Linked DNA regions of Mus musculus: region 1 is linked to region 2. A link is a contact called in public Hi-C data. All regions are on one chromosome and are shown on one strand. The core of a region is the stretch at or near the end of the contact, and the rest is flanking DNA. Distances in the headings are between cores, read along the strand shown. Region 1 overlaps Lhpp (phospholysine phosphohistidine inorganic pyrophosphate phosphatase). Region 2 has its middle 72 kb from the start of Cpxm2.

Region 1 (5,569 bases), core at 741-3,240, 410 kb after region 2:
CTTTATCTTCTACCATGTTTGAGACAGGGTCTCTTTGTTGTTTGCCAGGCTGGTTTCTGGGGCTTTGTCTGTCTCTGCTTCTCATCTGTCGCAGGAGTGCTGGGACTGCAGACACATGCTACCAGGCCTGGCTTCATGTGGGTTCTGGGGAACTGAAGGTCCTCATGCTTGCTTGGCAAGTGTTCTACTCACTTAGCCACCTTGTCAGCCCCAAGAAGCCTTTTAAGAAAATTTCTTCAGGGCTTCAGAGATGACTTAGTGGTTAAGGTTGTTGGCATGCAAGCAAGAGGGTTGGAGTTTGGATACCCTGGACCCACATAAATGCCAGCTGGTGTAGCAGACTGCCTGTACTTCCAGGCTGGTAGAGATGGGATATTCTAAGAGAAGGATGGCTGATGCAAGACTAGTGCTATCAGCAAACCCTGAGTTTGACTGAGACACTACTTCCCCCCAAAATTACAGTGCAAAAGTGGCCCAGGGAGCTTGACACGTAGCCTCAGGCTTCTGCATGTGTGCACACATGCACCACACATACATGTCACTGCTCTAGAGACCGTGGGACTAGGAGGATGGGGAACGAGTCAGACTAAAGCCACATGCAATTGCCTACGTTATTCAGAGCATCTGACAATTTATACTCTGAGGGTTAAGAGAAATCACATGAGTAACGTTTTCATGAGTTTGAAAGCTGCATACAATCATGAGAACAAGCTACACGTGGCAAAAATACATTCTCCATAGAGGCTTATCAAGTATGGCTTCAATGTCTAATTGAGTAACAACAGCAAGCAAGAATGAGTATTGGAAGTAACCTCACTCCTAGCCGCTATACCTGGGAGGAGCACAAAACACTTTCCAAGAATAATTCCATGTTTTGAAGAAATTGAGGTCATAGAGTCTTGTCTTGTTTTCTTGGCATTTTCTCACAAGCACTCAGCGTTCTCACGTGACTCCATTCCTGGACCGTGTTCCAGCACATGCACATGGAAAGGTGAAAAAGAAAAGACATTCGTGAGATCGGATCTGCTATGTATCCTCAGCTGACCTAGAGTTCACAATCTTCCTGCCTCAGCCTCCTGAGTGCTGGATTACAGGAGTGACCCCACCAGGCCTGGGGCTTGTATTATTTTACCACTGAGCCTCCTATCTCAGGGCCTCTGTCTTAGCTCCACGAGCAGCTGTTTATAGTAGTCGTCTCCAGTCTTTTGGTGAGTGGTGTTTGTGTTCTAGGCATTGTGTAAGGAATGGTGTTGTTTATGTAGTGTGTTACTTTGCCCTAGATATGGGTGGTTTTGATTGCTTTGACTATGTCACAGGCGAGGAAGCTGAGGTCTAAAGGCTTACATAGAGCAAAGTCACTTTTAGAAATCAGAGAAGGAATTTCAGTATTGAAGACAGCCTACATCCCCTGTTCTCGGATCCTCAGCTCGCATGCTGAGTTAATGTCCCCTGGACGGAGAAGGAAGGGAAGACTGACGTGGGTGCTCAGACTCCCCTAATAACTCAGAACTTGGATTCCTGTGCCATTTTCTGGGTTTCAGTGAACCTCATCTCTGGAGGGTGATGGCTAAGCCACCTTCTTGCCTCCTTGGTCACGTGGCTTTGCTCAGAGAGCCCCAGAAATGGATGACATTGCAGCTAGGACTCTTATGTACCTCGAGGGAGGCCTTGGTCTGATGTGGATGGGCTGTGGGTCTAAGCACTGGGGCTAAACCGAGGAACCCTCCGAGGAGCTGAGCCTGCGCTGTCTCTGGGAGGTTGGGAAGACATTCTTGTCTCAAGGAAGCAGCTGGTGCCTGTGAAACCTGGCACCTTGCCTGACCCCAGCTAATAGGGATGTCGCAGGCTGCTGTGGAACTAATGGAGCACTCTCCTCAGGCAGCAGTTAGGGGTTAATTATTAGCAATTAGGGAGTCAGCACATGCTCTGGGGGGGCTGCCGTCCCTTCCCGAAACACGGGTCACTTGTCTTCCTCTGTGTTAGTAACGGGATCCATCTGTCCCCCTTGGGTTCCTGGTTAATCATTGTGGTAGGGGTCCCTACAAGGCCAGCAGCAGGGGGCTAGTGGCTGAATGACCCATGATGCCCCACTGCCGCTGGCCCTCTGCTTCTGCCATGTGGCCTCTGTCGGTTACTCTCAGCATGGCATCGGGACTGGCCTGCACCTGTGGCTCTCTGTGAACCCCCTTCCCTTGTGCTCTCTTGCAGACGCTATTACAAGGAGACCTCTGGCCTGATGCTGGACGTTGGAGGTTACATGAAGGCGCTCGAGGTACCTGCCCTGGTGCTGCCCCAGGCCCTGGCTTTCTGGAGAAGATGGTGTACTTTATAGACAAGTAGCCTCTCATGTTTCTGAGTGGAGCATCCTGTGTGGGGCTTGAGCCACACCCCCGTCTCCTCTGTGGAAGTAATGGAGGTCTCTCCTCAGGCAGCAGTTAGGGTCCATTATCTTGATCATCACACAGTCATTATGTATGTATGTGTCATCCCTCTGACCCCCAGCCAACCTCTGGGTGCTCTTTCCCAGCATGCTCTTCACCACTCTGACTCATGGCTTTAGTGTCTCTTCAGATCACCTGCTTCCTTCCCAGCCCTGTAACCCCTCAGGCTGTGTGTCCTCCCAACTCCTCTCCTGAGATGACTTTCCAGGTTATAAAGCCTTCTGTGGCAAGACCTCCAGAGTCCACTGTGACTGGCCTGTCAGTTACCCCTGCCCAGATTCCTGCTAGACCATGTCCCAGCTCCACAATAGTAGCAGCCCCTGTCCACCTGTGCCCAGGCGAGAAGGGTGAGCAGGTGGGTGGATTGAATCCTAGACACACTTAGGAGGGCCTTTGATCTACTTGGAGGTGGGTAGCAGGGAGAGGCAAGAGATGGGATTGTAGCTGAACAGGCAAATGAGAGCCTTGGTCTCCTGTCCCTTGGGAGACTCGTGGTTCTGCTAGGTAAGGTATGCCACTTGCTGTGGGCACTCTTGAAGTAGGCGGCAGAGCTGGAGGTAGGTGTCCTAAGCATTCTAGGCAGCAGCCTGTTGTGGAGTTGTGACACGCTTGCCTGTGAGAGGGTTTGAGGCCCATGGCATCCTGATCATCATGAGGCGGTCAGTCTTTCCATGTGTGTCTACTCCCGTGTTCCTGATCTGAAACTCATACTGTGTCTTCTCTTTGCCAGTATGCCTGTGGTATCAAGGCTGAAGTGGTGGGGAAACCCTCCCCTGAGTTCTTCAAGTCTGCTCTACAAGCCATAGGGGTGGAAGCCCACCAGGTAGGCACAGCAGAATTTCCTTTCTTCTTTACATGTTTAAAACGACATTTACTTATTTATATACTTATTTGGGGTATGAGATTGTGTGGGTTCCGGGAACCAAACTCAGGTTGACAGGATCAGCAGCAAGTGCTAACACCCGCTGAACCATCCTGCTGGCCCCGATCGTTTCTCACCGTGAGGAAGGAGACAGTTTCTTACCATGCAGCCCAACAACTGGGTCACACAGAGTCTTCACTTCGAATTGTTTTTGTCCTTTAAAATACTAATGCTTTCCTTCCTTGCTTTCCATGTGCGTGTACATGTACATGTGTATAAGTCACAGGCACACATGTGCCACAGTGTGCATGTGGAGGGCGGAAGACAGCCTTGGTTGTTAGTGCTTGCCTTGCTCTCTCTTTGAGAGCTTATTCACTGCTGCAGATGTCAGGGTGGCTAACCATTGAGCTTCCAGGGATTCTCCTGTCTCTCCCTCCCATCTCAACATAGGATTCCTGGCATCACGGATGTGTAGTGCTGTGCCCACCTTCCCATGGGTCTGGGGATTAGAACTCAGATCCTCGTGCGTGTACAGCAGGCTCCTTTCCCAGTGAGCCCTATCATCTCCCTAGCCCCAGAACGGATTTTTTACTCTCTTGGGTTTTTTTTGTGGGTTATTTGTTTGTTTAGATAGGGTTTCTCTGTGTAGCCCTGGCTATCTTGGAACTCACTCTATAGATGAGACTGGCCTCTGCCTCCCAAGTACTGGAATTAAAGGCTGTTCCACCATGGCCTGGCTTTACTGTCATATTTTTAAAATAATCTCAGACCTGTTGTATCCTTTCATATTACAATATTTCTTTTTAAACGTGGCATTTTAGCCACAGCCACAAAGTAGTACAGCCCCAGGCAATGACTTAAAAAGTCCATAGAAAGATGGCCCAGTCTCCTGGCTCATTAGTATCACAAGTCAGAAAGCATCGTCTAATACAGATGCTGAAGGAAAGAAGTAACAGAGGATCGCAAGCGTTCATGTGGTGAAGCTGCAACCCTCGTGTTCTGCTGGTAGGACCGTGAGTTAGCCGCACTGCTGGGAGGGAGCCTTTGGTGGGTCTTCAGTGTTAAATGAGTCTACTGTCTGCCTTAGCAATCGTGCTCCTGGCTGTAGCCCAGATAACAGGGACAGGAATTCAGACGACAACCACCATCACTACCTCATAGGGTCTGAAGATAGCAAGAATGAAGCCCTAGGTTTGAGTCCCACCACCACAGAAACAGTCTCCTAAAACCATTTAGTGATGTTCATGGCAGCTGTATTCACAGTACCTAAAAGGTTGAACCGCACTCAGATGCCTGCCTATTCCCCATGAATGGGTCAGCAGTGAGTATCCCCTTCGTACAGGGAAATCCTAAACAGAAGGGATGAACCATCACGAATGTCACCTTACGACTACCTGGTCTCCCGTGGGTGATAAAGGTGAAATAAGTCACCTCGAGTCAAGCCTGATGACAGGCCTCATGGGGTGGAAGGAGGGAACATGTCCCTCCCACCTCCGTCTGTGTGATGTGGAGCACACCTGGGCTTTGTGCCTAGCCCTTGTCGAGCTAATGCAATCTGAATTTAAACAGTACCTGTGTGTACTGTCCTGTGCCGTTCATTCTGTCCTGGCTCCAGCCTGCCGTGTTGCTGAAATGCTTGCTAGAGTTATTTGGATACACGTTATAAGACAAGTTTCTCCTGACTACGTGCATGCATAAGCAAGAACCCCTGGCTCTGTATTATCGTTGCTGTTTTTTAATGAAAATGTCCCTTGAAGGGTGGCAGGCTGCTCAGGTGCCAGGTTGTGGCACACCTTGGCTGTTCTGAGCTTCCCCAATCAATAAAGTCTTTACTGCCATTCCCTTGGTAATGGCTCTGCAGAGGCGTTTTGAGCCTGAGCTCCAGTGGCGGCAGTCCCCAGTCCAATTTCCAACCTATCTTTCCCAAACAGCCTAGAAACAGCAGAGGGCTGGGCTGACCCCAGATAATTGGAAACTCAACCCGCTTAGAAGTAATCAGGCTCTCTCTGGGGTCCAGAAATCTGGAGAAGAGCAGCAGCACACCTTACCCATGACTTCTAGGAATTCCCAAGGCTGTGGTGGACGCTTCCTGCACACTGGGAAGGTATTGCAACTCCCTGGCCTCCATCTGCTGGGTGTGGTGGCACCACCCCTGTTCCCAAGGTGTGAGGTCTTTAGATACTGCCCTGCGGAGAACCACTGTAAAGGGCAAGCATTGGGACCTGACTTTGATCCCCAGAACCCACATGAAGGAGGAAGTAGAGAA
Region 2 (5,078 bases), core at 1,896-4,395:
AGCCGGCCCAGAGTAAACCAGGCTCTGCTCAGGAAAAGGACAAAGGGACATAGAGTTAAAAGTGGAATCCACCCCAATCACTTCCCAACAAAGACAGTAAGTCCCTCCCCACTTCCAAAGAAAGCATGGTCTCTATGCCTGGGGATCATTCCAGCTCCACGAGCACACATGAACACCCTTTGGAAAAATGCCAAAAGAACTCAAAACCAACCAGCACGGCTTTATCATTTATTAGTTGTCAGTGCACATGCAAAGTAATGGTCTCCTCTCTGCGTTTTCTGCGTGTTCCTCTACCTCACAACCTCCCCAGGATTTCTCTTCCATTTTCATAGCATTCTTTAAAGTTACAGGCCTCGCTTCAACTCAAAATAGGGGAAGGAAGTAGATACATTATGGAGGTAACTGGGTCCCCTGGCACTTGCTAGCAATGTTCCAGATCAAATTACAAACCCAATGTTTAAAAAGATTAAATGCATAAAAGGGAATAAAAGTATATTGAAAGAACAATATTCTATGAAAACAAAATAGTAGCCAGATATGAAAATGAACCAAATTATAGTTTGGGAACTAAAAATAATTCCTCCCCAAATCATTTAAAATTTAATAGTTTTGATAGCACAGTCGATGGTATAGACCCATAGCAGGCTTTAGTGACCTGGGAGGTAACCACATGGGATTTTATAGAGGCTGCGCAGATAGGAGGGGGAAGAAAAACTCCAAGAGGCTGACAGATGGGGAGGAGGGAGTGAGGAGAGTCATCAGGAACACAGGAGGATTCTGACCACAGTGGGGACATTCTGGGGGTGCTGGGATGTTGGGGGGCTGGGATGCTGGAGGTTGAGGGGCTGGGGGGCTTGAATGCTGGCGTTCTGGGGTGCTAGGATGCTGGGGGCCTGGGATGCTGGGGGCTAGGGTGCTTGGGTGCTGGGGAGCTGAGATGGTGGGTGCTGGGGTGCTGAGGGCTAGGGTGCTAGGATGCTGGGAGCTGGAATGCTAGGATGCTGGGTTGCTGGGGCTCTGGGGGCTTGGGAGCTGGAATGCTGGGGGCTGAGATTCTGGGGGGCTGGAGTGCTGGGATGCTGTGGGGCTGGAGTTCTGGGATGCTGGGGGCTAGGGTGCTTGGGTGCTGGGGAGCTGAGATGGTGGGTGCTGGGGGCTAGGGTGCTAGGATGCTAGGGTGCTGAGATGCTGGGATGCTGGGGTGCTGTGGGGCTAGAGGTCTGGGATGCTGGGGTGTTTTGGTGCTGGGGGGGGGGCTGGAGTACTGGGATACTAGGATGGGCACAGCCTGTCCTCTGGACACTTAGCACACTCGGGCTGCTGAGGTCCGACCTCAATGAGTCACTTCTCAGTGGATATTATGCAGGTTCCCATTAGACACTGACCTGAGCAGCCTCTACTCCAAAGGCGCATCTCTGAAGTGAAGAACCTGGACAGCTGGACAGACCCAAGGACTGAAGTCCAGGGTCACAAACTAGACCTTCTAAAAAGTGTTTAGAGTTCAGCTGGTATTCACCCAATATCCTGGCAACAGATCTGGGATCTGGTTGGGGTGGGCTTGGCTTGGCTTCTTGTGGAAACTGTGGATTCCCCTAGATCTGTACTGTTGTGGCTTCTCTAGCTCCTTTGCCCTGGAGTAGCCCAAACCCAAAGCCACCTGTAATGGTTAATCTTGATTGTCAACCTGAATGGAAACTAGATAAAGTAACTAGAGAAGTAACCAGGAGACTAGTAAAGTGTTCCTCTGGTGTGTTGTGTGTCTGTGAGAGAGTGTCTGGAGAAGGCAGATGGGAGACATGCCCTTGAAGGTGAGCAGTGCCCTCTGAAATCCCGATAGAAGGCTCAAGTAGAATGGCACAGAGGGAAGAGAGAGACCATGCTGTTCACCAGGATGCAACCCGCTCTTCTTGGCCACACCCTCCCTCCCATGCTATACTAAAACCTCTGGGTCTGCAAACCCCAGGACATACCTTCTTACGATGTTTGCATCAGGCATTCGGGCCAGTGATGAGAACGTTAACCAACACTCCAGCCCAGTCTGGCCAAGCAAACCTTGTCACTGCTGAAGGGACAGCAAAAGGTCATGGGAGGATGAACCCAAAAGCAGACAGGCAGGGAAGGACAGCCTTGCCCTGCCCCCCTGGTCATTGCAAAACAGATTGAGACCCTATTGTCAAGATGGTAGTCCTGGACTTGTGTGTCCAAACTAGGCCTGATAGATGGTGAATTAGCACCACACAGCATGGAAGGGGTGGGATGGGTGGAAGGGGACAGCATGGGGAAGGGGTGGCATGGAGGGAGTCACAGTTCCCTAGGCCTGCCTGCTGAATCCAACTCTGTTTAGGACGGGAGCTGTCTGAGGTCTGGGAGAGAGGAGTCTGAGAGTAAAGACTAAGGGGTCAGAGGTGTGGAAGCTGTTGCGTGGAACTAGGCATCCATCCAGCAGGGATGATGAATATAGAGCAGAAGGAACGTTTGGGAGAAGCAGAAAAGGGAGGGTTAGGACAGAGGCGAGGGGGTGAGAGCCTTGCTGATCTGCAGGTGGAACCTGATGCTGCCACGAGGCCTTCCCTGGCAGAGGCACAATTCCTCTGGCGCCTACAGTCATGGAGGGCTGCAGAAGGCTGGCTCATTGGGTGTCTGAAAAAGGGTTGGAAGGGGAGTGGGTCTGAGTGTGGAAGGACTGGGTAAAGGGGAGATGGAGGAGGGGGCTTCCGGCCACTACAAGATGCTTGCAGGGGTGGTGTCTTAGCCTAGCCCATTCCCGGCTGTGGTGTAGGTCAGAGATAGATAGTGGTGGATAGAGACCAGGCCAACATCTGTGCACCTTCTTCCAGCCTCACTTTCCTGGGGATGCTGTTGGCACGCTCTACAGGACTTCCTGTAAGTCTCTGCTGGGAGCAAGTCGTATGTGGAAGAATCCACGGTTACTGCTGGATCTCTTCAGAACTACTGCCCAATGACTGATTTCAGATGTGTCAAATACCCCTTTACTGAGGTTAATCCTGGCCCAGGTCAAAGGTGATCCCTACATTTAAAAGTGGCCCTCCTGTCTTGGTGGGGTTACTTGCTCAAAGACTAGTAAAGGCCTTTCTGATGCAATACCAAGGTAAACCACAAGAGAGCAGTGCAGGGCTACCTTTCAGATCTTCCTGGTTGCTAGCAGCGCTATCCCAAGGTGTTAGGGAAAGAACTGCCCACTTCTCCTCCCAGTTCCCACCCTCTCTTGCACACACTTTTGCAAAGGCATTGTAGGAGTTAGTGGATGGAGCAAGTGGGTTGTTTCCAAAGTCAACAGAGGCCCCTATGAAAACCTCTAGATTCCACCCCAATCAGAAGCGGAGAAACTGAGACTGTCCGACTCTTTCTAGGCATCCATTCTTCAAAATGCTCTGCACTGCTGTGTGTCTGGGGATGGGCCCAGCTCTTGTACAAGAAGCAAATAACCCTTGAAGTTGGCCTTGGGGTAAATAAGGAAGCAACTCTATGGAGCAAGAGTGTGGGTAGAGATAGAGAGGCTCATGAGTGAGGGGAAGCAGAGGGTGATGCGGGGATAGGAAATTTACCTAAGCTGAGCCTTTGTACGCTGCCTTTTGAACAACTGCTGGCTCGCTCATGTAGGAAATTTCCAGAATTCCATTTTGCTGACTGTGCTGTTCATGGCAGGAGTTCCCTGGATTATCTCATGTGGAGGTGGGAAGAAACAAGCAGTTGCTATGGTCACTGTTGAGAGGTTCAATGGCCTCTGTGTGGACTGGAGGGCAGTCCTGGAAGAAATCAACCCCAACCCCATTCCTCCAGCATGATTCGAACCCACAGCAACCCAAACTGCTGACCACAAGGCTCGTAAGCCAACTTAAGAACTGGCTGGCCGTGGCAACCCAGTGCGTCTTAGCCCATGTAGAGGAAGGCAGTAAGACCACTGTGACACTTCCATGAGGACAGAACCAGGTTAAAGCCAAGAGGGATCCCATGGGTTGTTCCTTGGGCTTTTGTGGGTGAATGGCATTAAAGCTGCTACCCCAACTGATCTTGGCCCTCACTACCTGCCTGGGGCTCTACCTTTAGAACTACGTGGCCGCCCAGCCCAGCCTTGGTCCGCTGGCTCGCTGGCTCCACCTGCCTCTTTAGGAATCTTTTCACAGACTCTGATTTGAGAATCTGCAGTTAGGACCGTCTCTAGGCCAACAGACCTAAGCGCAAGGCCCCCCGCTCTGCCTCTCCTAGGCTCAGGACCTCAGCTTGATGACCCTCAAACTGGAACCAGAGCACAGACAGGACCTGCCCCAAAGGTTGAGGGGGAGTCCAGTGAGAAACTCACAGGTACCCTCTCAAGGGACCTGGTGCCTACCATGTGACAGTCAGTGGTAGCATGACTGTTCTCGCCCTGTCACCACAGATGCTCCACATCTGGACTTTCCAGTGTCAGGCTTTTTACCATGTCAGGAAACATCCCACCACGATGCTCAGGACGTTTTGGCTCTCCTGGTTTTAGGCCATTCTGCAAGATGCTCCAGTTGATTTTATAGCCTCCACAATTCAATTATATCTGTTCCCAAGCCTCTTTATGCCAGTTGTTTTGGACATTATAAAAATGCTATTTAATGCTGGGCAGTGGTGGCACATGCCTTTAATCCCAGCACTTAGGAGGCAGAGGCAGGCAGATTTCCAAGTTCGAGGCCAGCCTGCTCTGCAGAGTGAGTTCCAGACTCACTCAGAGAAACTCTGTCTCGAAAAACAAAACAAAACAAAAATGCTATTTAATTAAATATTAGATAAATCAGCAGTTTTCCAAACTGGCTAGTCGCAGGAGCCTTTACAGTCTTAATTACAGTCTAACATTACTTAAGAGCACAGAATCAGCAGCAGATCTTTATGTGTCACCCTTTCTGTCTCTCTTTCTCTGTCTGCCCCCCCCCACACACACACATGAAAATAGGAAAAGAAAAAGAAAAGTGGGGAGTGATTGAGAAAGAAGCAGAAGTCAACCTTTGGGCCTCCACAGGCGTGTACATATGTGCACACATGACAGGCATGTACATATGTGAACACATGACAGGCATGTACATATGTGCACA

Evidence for each region. Hi-C and Micro-C count contacts between places; a contact is called where the count stands out from the background.
Region 1: a Hi-C map of the G1E-ER4 cell line shows a contact between it and region 2, with 4 times the contacts expected there. The contact joins two enhancer-like sites. A contact is called at or near these places in 3 of 15 datasets of contacts at CTCF or cohesin (embryonic stem cells, large pre-B cells and pro-B cells), 107 of 484 Hi-C or Micro-C datasets (the AML12 cell line, B cells, the Ba/F3 cell line and 53 more), 3 of 115 datasets of contacts at active chromatin or transcription factors (astrocytes, bone marrow-derived dendritic cells and embryonic stem cells) and 1 of 9 other capture datasets (embryonic stem cells).

Annotation. Positions count from the first base shown.
Region 1 is chr7:132,639,316-132,644,884 of GRCm38.p6, forward strand. Lhpp (phospholysine phosphohistidine inorganic pyrophosphate phosphatase) reads left to right here. Exons shown (of 7, transcript NM_029609.1): 4 at 2,209-2,272; 5 at 3,172-3,264. Among named protein-coding and RNA genes, the nearest start is that of Lhpp, 31 kb to the left of the region's middle. Within about 2 kb of position 1,991, at least 17 of the 459 cell types and tissues checked have an H3K27ac peak or open chromatin away from gene starts, as enhancers often do. A contact at or near this core is called in the G1E-ER4 cell line, where this site is marked.
Region 2 is chr7:132,223,761-132,228,838 of GRCm38.p6, forward strand. No RefSeq gene overlaps it. Among named protein-coding and RNA genes, the nearest start is that of Cpxm2, 72 kb to the left of the region's middle. Within about 2 kb of position 3,146, at least 29 of the 459 cell types and tissues checked have an H3K27ac peak or open chromatin away from gene starts, as enhancers often do. A contact at or near this core is called in the G1E-ER4 cell line, where this site is marked.